Linked DNA regions of Sus scrofa: region 1 is linked to region 2. A link is a contact called in public Hi-C data. All regions are on one chromosome and are shown on one strand. Each heading gives the region's core, a stretch centred on a gene start, on an enhancer-like site or on the middle of the called end of the contact. The rest is flanking DNA. Distances are from core to core; before and after follow the strand shown.

What was found. Hi-C and Micro-C count contacts between places; a contact is called where the count stands out from the background.
Region 1: a Hi-C map of fetal liver shows a contact between it and region 2, with 2.1 times the contacts expected there. The contact joins two enhancer-like sites. A contact is called at or near these places in 1 of 5 promoter capture datasets (liver), 11 of 47 Hi-C or Micro-C datasets (alveolar macrophages, brain, embryonic fibroblasts and 7 more) and 1 of 2 datasets of contacts at active chromatin or transcription factors (skeletal muscle).

What each region holds. Positions count from the first base shown.
Region 1 is chr6:3,522,650-3,527,919 of Sscrofa11.1, forward strand. The region is part of intron 1 of GSE1 (genetic suppressor element 1); the gene reads right to left. Among named protein-coding and RNA genes, the nearest start is that of GSE1, 130 kb to the right of the region's middle. Within about 2 kb of position 3,687, at least 33 of the 83 cell types and tissues checked have an H3K27ac peak or open chromatin away from gene starts, as enhancers often do. A contact at or near this core is called in fetal liver, where this site is marked.
Region 2 is chr6:3,291,453-3,296,378 of Sscrofa11.1, forward strand. All of the region lies in intron 2 of GSE1 (genetic suppressor element 1), which reads right to left. Among named protein-coding and RNA genes, the nearest start is that of GINS2, 75 kb to the left of the region's middle. Within about 2 kb of position 2,764, at least 2 of the 83 cell types and tissues checked have an H3K27ac peak or open chromatin away from gene starts, as enhancers often do. A contact at or near this core is called in fetal liver, where this site is marked.

The DNA.
Region 1 (5,270 bases), core at 2,437-4,936, 230 kb after region 2:
CAGGGAAGGAATTATACACGTGGGGCTATAAACAGGGTATCAGGCAGGCAGACCCCGGGCCGGATGGAGCAACAGCCCCACCTCGTGGCCGATGGCGACAGTGCCCTAGGCGACTGCGCGGCAGCGTTGCGTTTTTCCACCTCTAGGTAATCGTCCCCTTTGGTACCTGCCCCACTGGCTGGATGCAAAAGAGGGTCTGGGTCCCCCCACCCTGGGCCCGAGGCTGCCCCTGGAGCCGCTGGGAGAGGGGCCCCCGTGTCCTGGCCAGACCCAGAGCAGCCGGGAGACCTCAGATGCAGCGAACCTGCTCCCACACCCTGAGCTTCCACATGGAGCAGGAAGTACAGGGGGTGGGGCATGGAATCGCCATAAAGCTGACTCAGGCGTACACAGTCCTTTCATCTGGAGGTCACAAGGCCTGACACACACGCGTGTTAAGTCCACCGGAGGAGAAGGCCCCGTGTCCACACTTCCCATACCAGGGCCCAGTCTGGGCCTTGTGTGGAGAGAGATGCAATGATCAGAAGCATTTCACATTCCCTCTTTTCTACGAGAGAAGCCTCGGATCAGAAAGGTTGGGTGTTTTGCCCAAGGTCACACAGCACGGTGTGAACCGGTCTCTCTAACTCCCATCTGGCTGGATTAACTCCTGCCTGGTAGCCAGGCTGGGAAAGGTGAGCCGTGAACAGGTCCCATGCGTCAGGCTGTCCACGCCTGGGAGGGGAGTGACTCCTTCCAACTCCCGGCAACCCCTTAGACCCCCTCAGTGGCCTAGGTCCAAGCACCAGGCCCCAAGGGCTCACATTTGGCCACCAATATTCGTCAAAGAGTCTGAGAGAGAGCACAGAATTTGGGACCAGGCAGATGCAACTTTTTTTTTTTTTTGTATTTTCTAGGGCCGCACCTGCGGCATATGGAGGTTCCCAGGCTAGGGGTCTAATTGGAGCTACAGCTGCCGGCCTATGCCAGAGCCACAGCAATGCCAGATCCGAGCCGCATCTGCGACCTACACCACAGTTCATGGCAACGCCAGATCCTTAACCTACTGAGCGAGGCCAGTGATCGAACCCGCAACCTCATGGTTCCTAGTTGGATTCATTTCCGCTGCACCGCGATGGGAACTCCTCAGCAACATTTTAAATAATGAAATATTTCAAACATACAGAAAATAATGTAGCAAGCACACACACAGGTACCCGCCTCTTGCCCACCTGTACCCCTCCCCAACCCAGAAGAGACGGACACCGCTGTGCAGCCAGGGTCCCTCTGAGTGTGTTGAGAGCCGGGGCTTGCCCATCAGCAGGGCCCCCAGGCCTCCCTCGCCGATACCAGGGGAGTGACCCACGCGGGGTACCTGTCCCTCGGCAGAGGCATCAGTTTCTTGCGGCTGCTGTGACGGGGACCACAGCTGCGTCTTTCAAACATCTCCACTCCACCGTCTTCCAGCCTGGAGGGCAGAAGTCTGGCACGGGCCTCAAGGGGCTAAACTCAAGGTGGCACGAGGCTGGTTCCTTCCGGGGGGTTCCAGGGGAGCATCCCTGCTTTTCCCGCTTCTGAAGGTGCCTGCAGCCCTCGGCTCGTGGGCCCTTCCCTGCATCGCTGCAATTCTTATTCGGCCACCACACGTCCTACTTCCATTTCTCTAGAATCCCCTCCACGTCCGTCCTATAAGGACCCCGGGATGGTCTCACCTGGATAAGCCACATCAGGTCTCTCTCTCTCCCTTACACACACACACACACACACATACACACACACACACACACACACACACACACACGGTTCTGTGGACTGGAACGCGCCCATCTTGGGGGCCATTATTCAGCCTGGCCCAGCAGGTGTTTACCAAACGTGGCCTTGCCCCTGTCCCCCCACCCCTCCCTCTCGCAGGAAGCACACACGAGGACCCCAAGGAGCTGGCGGAGCACCAGCAGGTGGGAGCAGAAGCAAAGGAATGAGAGCTCCCGCTGTGGCGCACAGGATCACGGCATCACTGCAGCGCCAGGATGCAGGTTCCATTCCCGGCCCAGCACAGTGGGGTCAGGATCCAGTGTGGCCGCAGCCGCGGCTTGGATCTGATCCCTGGCCCAGGAACTCCATATGCTGTGGGGCGGCCAAAAGAAAAAAAAAACAAAGGAGCAAAGGAATATGACAGCGGAGGAGCCAGGGGTCCAGGCTTGGGCTCTCAGGGACAGCCCCTTGGAGGAGGGGGCCTTGCAGCACGGGCCTCTGGCGCCCCCTGGCCACACCCACGACGGGGTGGGGGGGAGTGTGTGCCCCCTGCCAGGGAGGGAAGCTGTGCCCTTGTTCTGCCCACACGCTGCAAAGCCCCCCTCCCCCAGCCCTTGTTCCTGGGGAGCCCCAGTTACAGTTTTAATGAATTCCTTGCCCTCTGATTAGCAGGTGCGGCTTTGAAAGGGAGCGCCTGGCGTTTCCCTTGCAAGGAGCCTTTAATAACCAAACCCAAGGACTCGTGGGCTGGCTGCCGCCTAATCCCCATCTGAACGGCAGGCTTAATGAGCCCTGGCACCAGCAAACCCCGTCCTGCCCTCTCCCAGCCGCCTGGAGCGCCCCTGGGGCTCGTTACCAAGCAGTTTCCGCCCTGCCGGGAGAGGCCCCAGCCGTCCAGGGGACTGAGGTCTGGGGGCCAGCATGTGCCCAGACTGGGTAGCATCCTACAGGCCACTCTGTGTCCCCGGGCCAGCAGGGCCCCCTCTCCAACACTGCCTAGCACCAACCAGAAGCCCAGGCCGTTCTGCTCTGTCCAGTGGCTGACGGATGCCCTGACACCATCTGTATGATCCTGAGTTGTCCCTGGTCCCTGGGGATGCCCGGGGGGCTGAGACCTGTATACACAGGGACATGGATCCGGCGCAGCCACCTCTGGGCTTAATCTCACTCAGCAGCCCTGGGAGGCAGGCAGTGTTAACGCCCCCTTTACAGATGACAAAATCAAGGTGCAGAACAGCCGAAGCCTTTGCTGGCAGCTAAAGGGTGGCAGAAGGCTCCAACAGGGTTGGTCGCATTCCTAGGCTCAGCTCTTGCCGCGGGGCCCAGGGAGCTGTGGGGAGGGACGGGGCAGAGTTCGAAGGTTCAAACAGCCTGTCGCCTGAATCTCTGGCCACACTAGGGGTGGGACCCACCACCGAAGCCTGTCTCATCGGAAGCTTCCAGGCCAGGGGGCCCTCCGCCACCCTCCTGCAGATCCAGGGGTCACCTACTGCGAGGCTGGGGTGGGGGTGGGGCAGCACGGAGGTCTGGAGGGTCCCCTCTGTCCCCAACCACCCCATCATCGGCGGGAGGCTGGGGGTGGAGCTGCGGGCTGGGTGGCAGCCTCGTAAATCAAGGGAGAGGCGGGGCACACAAAGACCCCCGGAGGTGAGGGGTGGCTCGGTGGCGGGGTCGGGGGGGGGGGCACCCAGGCCCCTCGCCTCTCTCCAATTCCCTCCCCAGGGTGTGCCCTGCAGGGCCCAGAGAGGGGCCTGCTCCCCGAGAAGGAATATTCTAGAACACGGGGGGTTTATTTCTCTGAAACTAAATGGATCCGCCTCGGGGTTCTGGAAGGAGGCGGAGGCACCTCCCACCCCATTTTGTGCGGCAGTTCCCTCCTCCCCTTGCTTCTGAATAGCCCGCCCGTCCGCCCAGAGCTTGAAAGGCGTTTGGAGTGTTTAGGCGGGAGAGGAGAGGCCTCTGCTGGCTTCCTTTGTTGGGAAAGGGCCCCCGCTGGGCCTTTATCTGGCTCTGCCGGCTCTTCCTGCAGCTGCTGAGACACCTCCGGCAGGAGGCTCAGGAAGCCCGCCCGCCAGGCCTCCCGTCCCTGCTGGGGTGGGGTGGGTGGGTGGGGGGTCCAGCCAGGCCAGCACCTCCGGCCCCTCCACTCCCGGGGCGGGCAAGGGGCTCAGTTTGGAAGCGGATGGGTCTGCCGGGTCTGGCCACCCCGGGTCCCCTGGCCTGGCAGGACCTGAGCTCCCTGGCATCCGTCAGGCTGGGGCAGGGTACCAAGCAGTCATTGAGCACCGGCTGCATGCAGCACCGGCCAGGTCACTGTGGGAGAGCGACGGGCAGGTCCGAGGGGCCGGCTGGGCCCTGGCCTGGGGGTCTGCTGGATTCAGGTGGCCCGGTCGTCTGAGCTGGGCACTGGGGGAGGGGCGGGGGTCCTGCCGCAAAGACGGCGGGGCCCCCTCCTCCCAGGAGCTGGCGGGCGAGCAGGAGAGAGGCCATCCCTCCGCACACCCTGATAAGCGCCAGGGAACCGGGACGGCCTGCCCGCCTCTCCGCCCCTCAGCTTCCCCCCGCTCCCCGGCCCCGTGCAGTGGGCTGTGGGGTGCAGGCCCGGTGACCTGTGAGCACCCTTCCAGCCCTGACCCTCCGGGCTGCGAGGACAGATGATATTTCCCAAAATGGGCCGCACTGCTCCCTCCCAGGCCACACGCGCGTCCAGATCGTTCCAGCTTGGCCCCCTCCTTGACGCTGGAAGGGGCAGGGGCATTGTGAGACCGGCCCTGATGGAGTCAGGGAAGTGGATGCCAGGGGGCCAAGGAGGCCTGGTCATGAGGGTGGTACAGCTTCTGCCCGGCTCTGCCTCAGGACCCTTGGTCTTAGGACCCAGCCACCCTGCTGTGCTGGGGTTGGGGAGGGCACACCGCCACACTCCCAGCCCTGCCACTGCCCGGGCCACCAGCCCTGTGGGCATGAGGGTGCCGTCTGGGAGGTGCATCCTCCAGCCCTAGTCCAGATGCGAAAGCTTGGGGAGCAGAGACGGGTCCCCCCTGCCCAGCCTCACCCGAATTGTCCATCTGTCAGCCAAAGCGGTGGTTTCCTGCTCCCGACTTCGGGGTGTCTGGTCACACAGCTGTCACCCAGATGACCGGGAGAAACCGTCCCCTGACGGGGAGCCCAGAGCACTTAGCACGTGCCCACAAATACTAGTTAATATGAGTAAATACTAGTTAGACTGACGCTAAAACATGAGTTAAACTCAGACAGGAAGTGCTTCCTAAGGGCCAGGCACTGTTCGAAGCATTTTCATTTTCCAGATTAAGAAACTGAAGCACAGAGAGGGAAAGGAACCCTCCTAAGGTCACACAGCCAGAAAGTGGGGGGAGCTGGGATCTGAACCAGGCCAGTGGCTCCAGAGTCTTCCCCTCTAACCTTTAGGTTTTACGGCCCCTCCCCAAGGGTTGGGAGGATCCCAGGTCTGGGAAAAGCCAGAATTTCCTGATGCCAGAAAAACCTGTTCTTTCCACTGAAGTGATGTTACGTGCCAACTG
Region 2 (4,926 bases), core at 1,514-4,013:
CCAGGTGACAGGCTCCCGGCACTAGCAGTGCCACCAAGGAAGCCCTCCCGCGTCTTAGAGTCTCACGAGACAACTATTTCCAAAAAGCTACGTCTCTGTGTCCAGAAAAGAAAGGCCCAGCCATCAATCTGATCTAAAACAGACAATCGCAGCCCACACTTCCCTTCCCCCGCGAGCCCGAGCAGGGTCGGCCAGAAATCCTTCTCAAGAGCCCCTCTAAACGGGGCCCCGAGGACAGAGCCTCAGGGGCCGATTCTGAGCCTCAGTTTTCTCATCCTGTGAAATGAGGGCAGCTCACCTCTTCCCCCCACCCCACCGCCCCACGAAGTGGCAGGGGGCAGTCACACAGGCCTGCCACCTCTGGGATGCAGAAGTCCCTCCAGTGTTCCCATCTGATGGAGAATTTCACCTTGACCTGTATTCAACTTGGCCGTCGTCTGGTCTAGCACGTCCCTCTGTGCCTAAGTGAAGGGAGAGAGACCACACAGCCGACGTAAAAAAGCTACACAAATACATTCAAAGATAAACGGACCCCAGAAATCTGGCAGGAAGAATCCGTTCCTGCCCCTGGGTTTTATCCTTCACGGATGTCTGGTGGGGGGCAGCAGCGTGAGCCCCCGTGGGGCGAGAGGAGGCAGACAGATGAGCTCCTGTTTCTCCCAGTTGATGGCCAAACAGGGTAATCCCGACCCTGCCAGCCAGACCCTCAGGGAACAAGAGGACAGAGTGAGAACCACCCCAGGACATCTCATCCTTCCTGTCCCCAAACAGGCCGGTGGCACAGCAGGGGGCGCCTGGGGCCCTAGCTCAGCTGGGGGTGGGGGGGGAGATGGTGGAGACGCCCGGGGGGGCCCTAAGGAGGCCCCACCCACTCCGCCTGCAGGCCTGATTCTCCTCAGCTTTTGACACATGGATTTTCCTTCAGAAGCCTCCACCTGCCAATGTCGATAGGGCCCTCCCTGACCAAAAGCCAACTGATGGAAGGAAACCTTTTGCTGCTGCCTGCGGGCACAGATGTGCCAACTGGACAGGAAGGGCAGGGCTAGAAGAGGCACCACCAGCAATCCCACCCACCACCACAGGGTGGGGCAGGGGGCAGCAAGTCCCCCCAGAGGGGTGGGTATGCGCGTCCATGCGTGTCCAAGACCCTGGTAGTGGGCCAGGCCCCAGAAGAACCCTTTGGTTCCTGCAGCCTCACCAGGGGGAGGGTCAGTGGGGGCTCCAGGGAGCCCCTGGGAGGCCACAGAGGGCAGTGGACCGAGCCTTCCGGTGTCCTCGGTTAAAATCCCAGGACTCCTAGAGCCACCAAGTCGGGGATGACCTGGCGCGCTTCCTGACAAACCCCACCACGAGTGCCCTCCGTGCCAGGCGCTGCTCTGAGCGCTCTATAAGAACGCGGTTAACCCTCTACAGCCCAACAACGTGGGCGCCACGGCCATTCCTCCTTTAGAGAGAAAACCCAGGCCCGCAAGTGTGCCAGTCACACAGGTTCAGCCAGAGGTGACTGCCCTGGTCAGAGACAGACCAACAGGCACTAAGAGCAGACACGGGCTCTTCCCCCAGCCCCCGGAGGGCTTCGGCCCTTCCTCTTTGTTGACCCGTTCAGGCACGGGCCTGTGACACGCATTATGTCACCTCAATCCTTGACTCCAAAAAGCCACTGCCTCCCCATCCTACAGGAAGGCAGCAGCTGGGGGTGGCGGGGGCGCGCAGCAGCCCCGACCTCGGTGAGAGGGCCTATGCCATCACTGACCCACGAGGAGTCTGGCAACCCCCAAAAAAGCCACTGCAACGTGCAACTTCTCACACCTCCAGCTGGAGGAACCGGTTCCAGGAAGGGAAGGCTTGGCCAGCGCTCCAGAGACAGAGAAGCCACCCATCCAAGCACAACCCGCACGGGAAGGCCCCTTTAGGAGAAGGGCTTGCAGCTCACCTGGGGCAACTCTGGGGCCAACAGCAAACTCTGGCCTCCCACGTGGGACCGCAATTCTCCTGAGGAAGCAGCAGCCCCCCCTCTCCACCGAGGATGCCTCACCCACGGCTCCCCACCCCCAGCAGAAGGCCCTTGGAGCTCAGCTGGGGCTTTGGAAGCTCAGATACCCGGGCCCCAACCCTAGAGATTTGGGTCTTCACCGGTCACAGGTGCGGCCTGGGCTGGGGGGCTGGGGGTTTAAAAAGTCCCCAGGTGAATCTAAAATGTAGTCAAGAATGAACACCTGGTCTGAGGGCTTCCTGCTCCCCCCACATCTCCTTCCTCAGTTAAGTCCCTCCCAGAGTCCGCCAGGTCCCCCGGGGACCCCTTCAAAGCCTCAAGTTCAGCCAGAAGCCCTCTCTTCCATAGAGGCTTGCACATGCTGGTTCCCGCCAGGCCTACCCACCCTCTCCGGAGGCTGCTCTCACTTCGCCCAGCTCTGCAGGAGCTTCCCCTCTGGATGTGCTCTAGGCTTTGGGGAGGGAGAGGCGGCGGGGGGTGGGGTTGGTCTCAGGGACCCCGGGCTTCGCAGCTGACAGGAGAGTGCCAGGCAGAGGAGCAGCCCCAGCAAAGGCAGGGACAGGGCACAGAGCAGGGAGGCCTGTGGTTCCATCCTGCTGGAGCAGAGGCGCACGTCAAGAGGCTGGTGGGGGAACGAAGCTGCAGAGGCGAGATTAAAAGGCCCCCGGCGCGCCGTTTGGCAGGCGTGCAAAGGGCCGCTCGGGATGCGCTCCGGTCTTATCTGCATGTACACCTCCGAGCAGCCGGCGCGGGCCAGGTTCATAGCAGGCGCTCAATAAATTCTCACTGACAGGAACACGTCCCCTCCCGCCTGTGGCCTCGATCGGGGAGAAAGGCCAGTGTGGGGAAGCGGAGCCAGGGGCTCGGCGGCCCGCACCACACTCGACGAGAGAGGAGAGAAATGGAAGCGAGTGGCCAAGCTGAAATGTCACCTGGAACACAGATCCCTGCAGCTCGGGAAAACAGCTCTGCTGGCACGCCGGGCAAGGGGGGCCGGGCAAGGGGGGCCGGCCGGCTTCACGCAGCCCTGTGGTTTAGAGGCTGCTGTGTTGCCATAACACAGGTAATTAACGCGCTACCACCCAACCCCAGCCCGCTGTGGACTTCGAATAACCCAGACTGGGAATTCCAAGCCTTCGCATGGGGCCAGGCAAAACCTGCCTTGCTGGCTGACTCCACAAGCCCCTACGCGTTCCCGGGGCGAGAGAGAGCGCTAGCAGCCAGGTCTCACTCACCTGCGTTCCTCTGGCAAAGTAGGAGCCGCGGGCACCCACCTCTCAGGTAGGGGCTCTAAGCCCGGAGGCCCTTCCTCCTTCAGAGCAGGGGAGCAGGGACCTCGCCTACCCAAGGGTCGAGGGCCATCAGGGGACCCAGTGGGCTGGGGAGGTGCCCGGCTGGGAGGTGCAGAACGCAGATATGCCACAGAGTGGCGCTGTGCCAGCTTTGCTCTGGCTTCTCTGGCCGGCGATGCTGAACCCAGGGGTAGGAGGCTTCTTTGGCTCCGAAACCCCAAGGTTCCAAGGTTCTCTCGGGTGGATCTACAGCCTCTGACCTTGCCCTTGAGACCGGGAAGTTACTGAAGGCCATAGACATGGTTTGGCAAAGGGTGCTGGAGCTTCTGAAGGGGTCTGCTTCTTGCTGTGAACGTGGGTGCGGCCCCCACCTGCCTCTGGGCCTCAATGTGCTCACCCAATAGGGAACTGATTCCCAGTCTCCTCTGCAAGTGAGACTCACCTGGGGAACTCTGAGAGCTCCCCAGGCCGCGGCCACGAACCCGGCAGCTGTGGCTTTACTGGGTTAGGGAAGCCTGGTCACCAGCAGCTGTAGGAAAGCAAGCTTGGGGCATCTATAAACCCTCTTCAGCTGTGCCAAGCCAGGATTCGGTGAGCTGGCCCCCACAGGTCAGGGCCTGCGCCGTCGGGGACGGCCGAGCTGCCCTGCTCGGAGCCCGGCCTCACAGAATGACGGTGCCTGGAACCAGGACACCGGCTTCCCAGCCTCCCTGCCTAAGGCGGGGCTGACCCCGGGTCACCGCCCTGGCTGCTCACCAGCTCCAGGCTCCAGACCTGCACCGCCCCTAAGGTTCACCAAAAGGAAAATCCTGGCTGGCTCCCGAGGCCCCCTTCGCATGTTGCCGCAGTAGACAAAGTGGCCAAGGCCAACTCAGCACCCCCCCTTCACCCAGAGGTCAGGACGGCACTGATAGGGGGCCACTGGGACGCATCCGTGTAGCTGTTATCACAGAGCCCGGCCTGCAGACAGCTTCCTAGTCCCCGGGGCAGACGGGCGGGGTGGTGACTCCCCGCACAATCCACCAGCAGCCGCACGCAGATGACACACGGGCTGCCAGTCGGAGCCTGCGCCCTGGGCCCCCCTCACCTGTGGCAGGGCGGCTGAGTCAGGCAGCAGCCTGCGCCTCAGGTTCTGCCATCCCCAAAGGAGGAGGCAGCCCGTAAAGACAGGCTGAGCAACGCTTCCGTGGCCTGAGCTGAAGTAACACCAAGGGAGGCCCAGGGGCAGCCTGCTCACCTGGGCCCCCCCACCTTCCAGCGGGAGGAGGGGAAGAATCCCGGGAGAGGGCCCAGCCGGCCAACTGGGGACATTTCAAAGTACCCCAACAAGACCTGCTGCCCCGGAAATCGGCTTGTGGGGGGGGGTTCCCAGCCAGAATCCGCGGGGCCCTTTGTTCCAGGCTTTCACAAAAGAAGCGCCCCCCTTTTCATCTGGTGGTCCCGCTTTTTGTTTCCAAACCAGAGCCTGTGTGGGCCCCAGATAAGGCACTGCAGGGGTTAACAAGGGTTTAAAGTATTTTAGCCGCACTTACCAGACAAAGGCTAGTTTACAAAACAAGAGCCAAATCGACTCAACTCGGCCGGTATCCGCCGCCCAGCCGGCGGGCAGGTGCTCCTGCGCGGCGCACACACAGCCTTCCA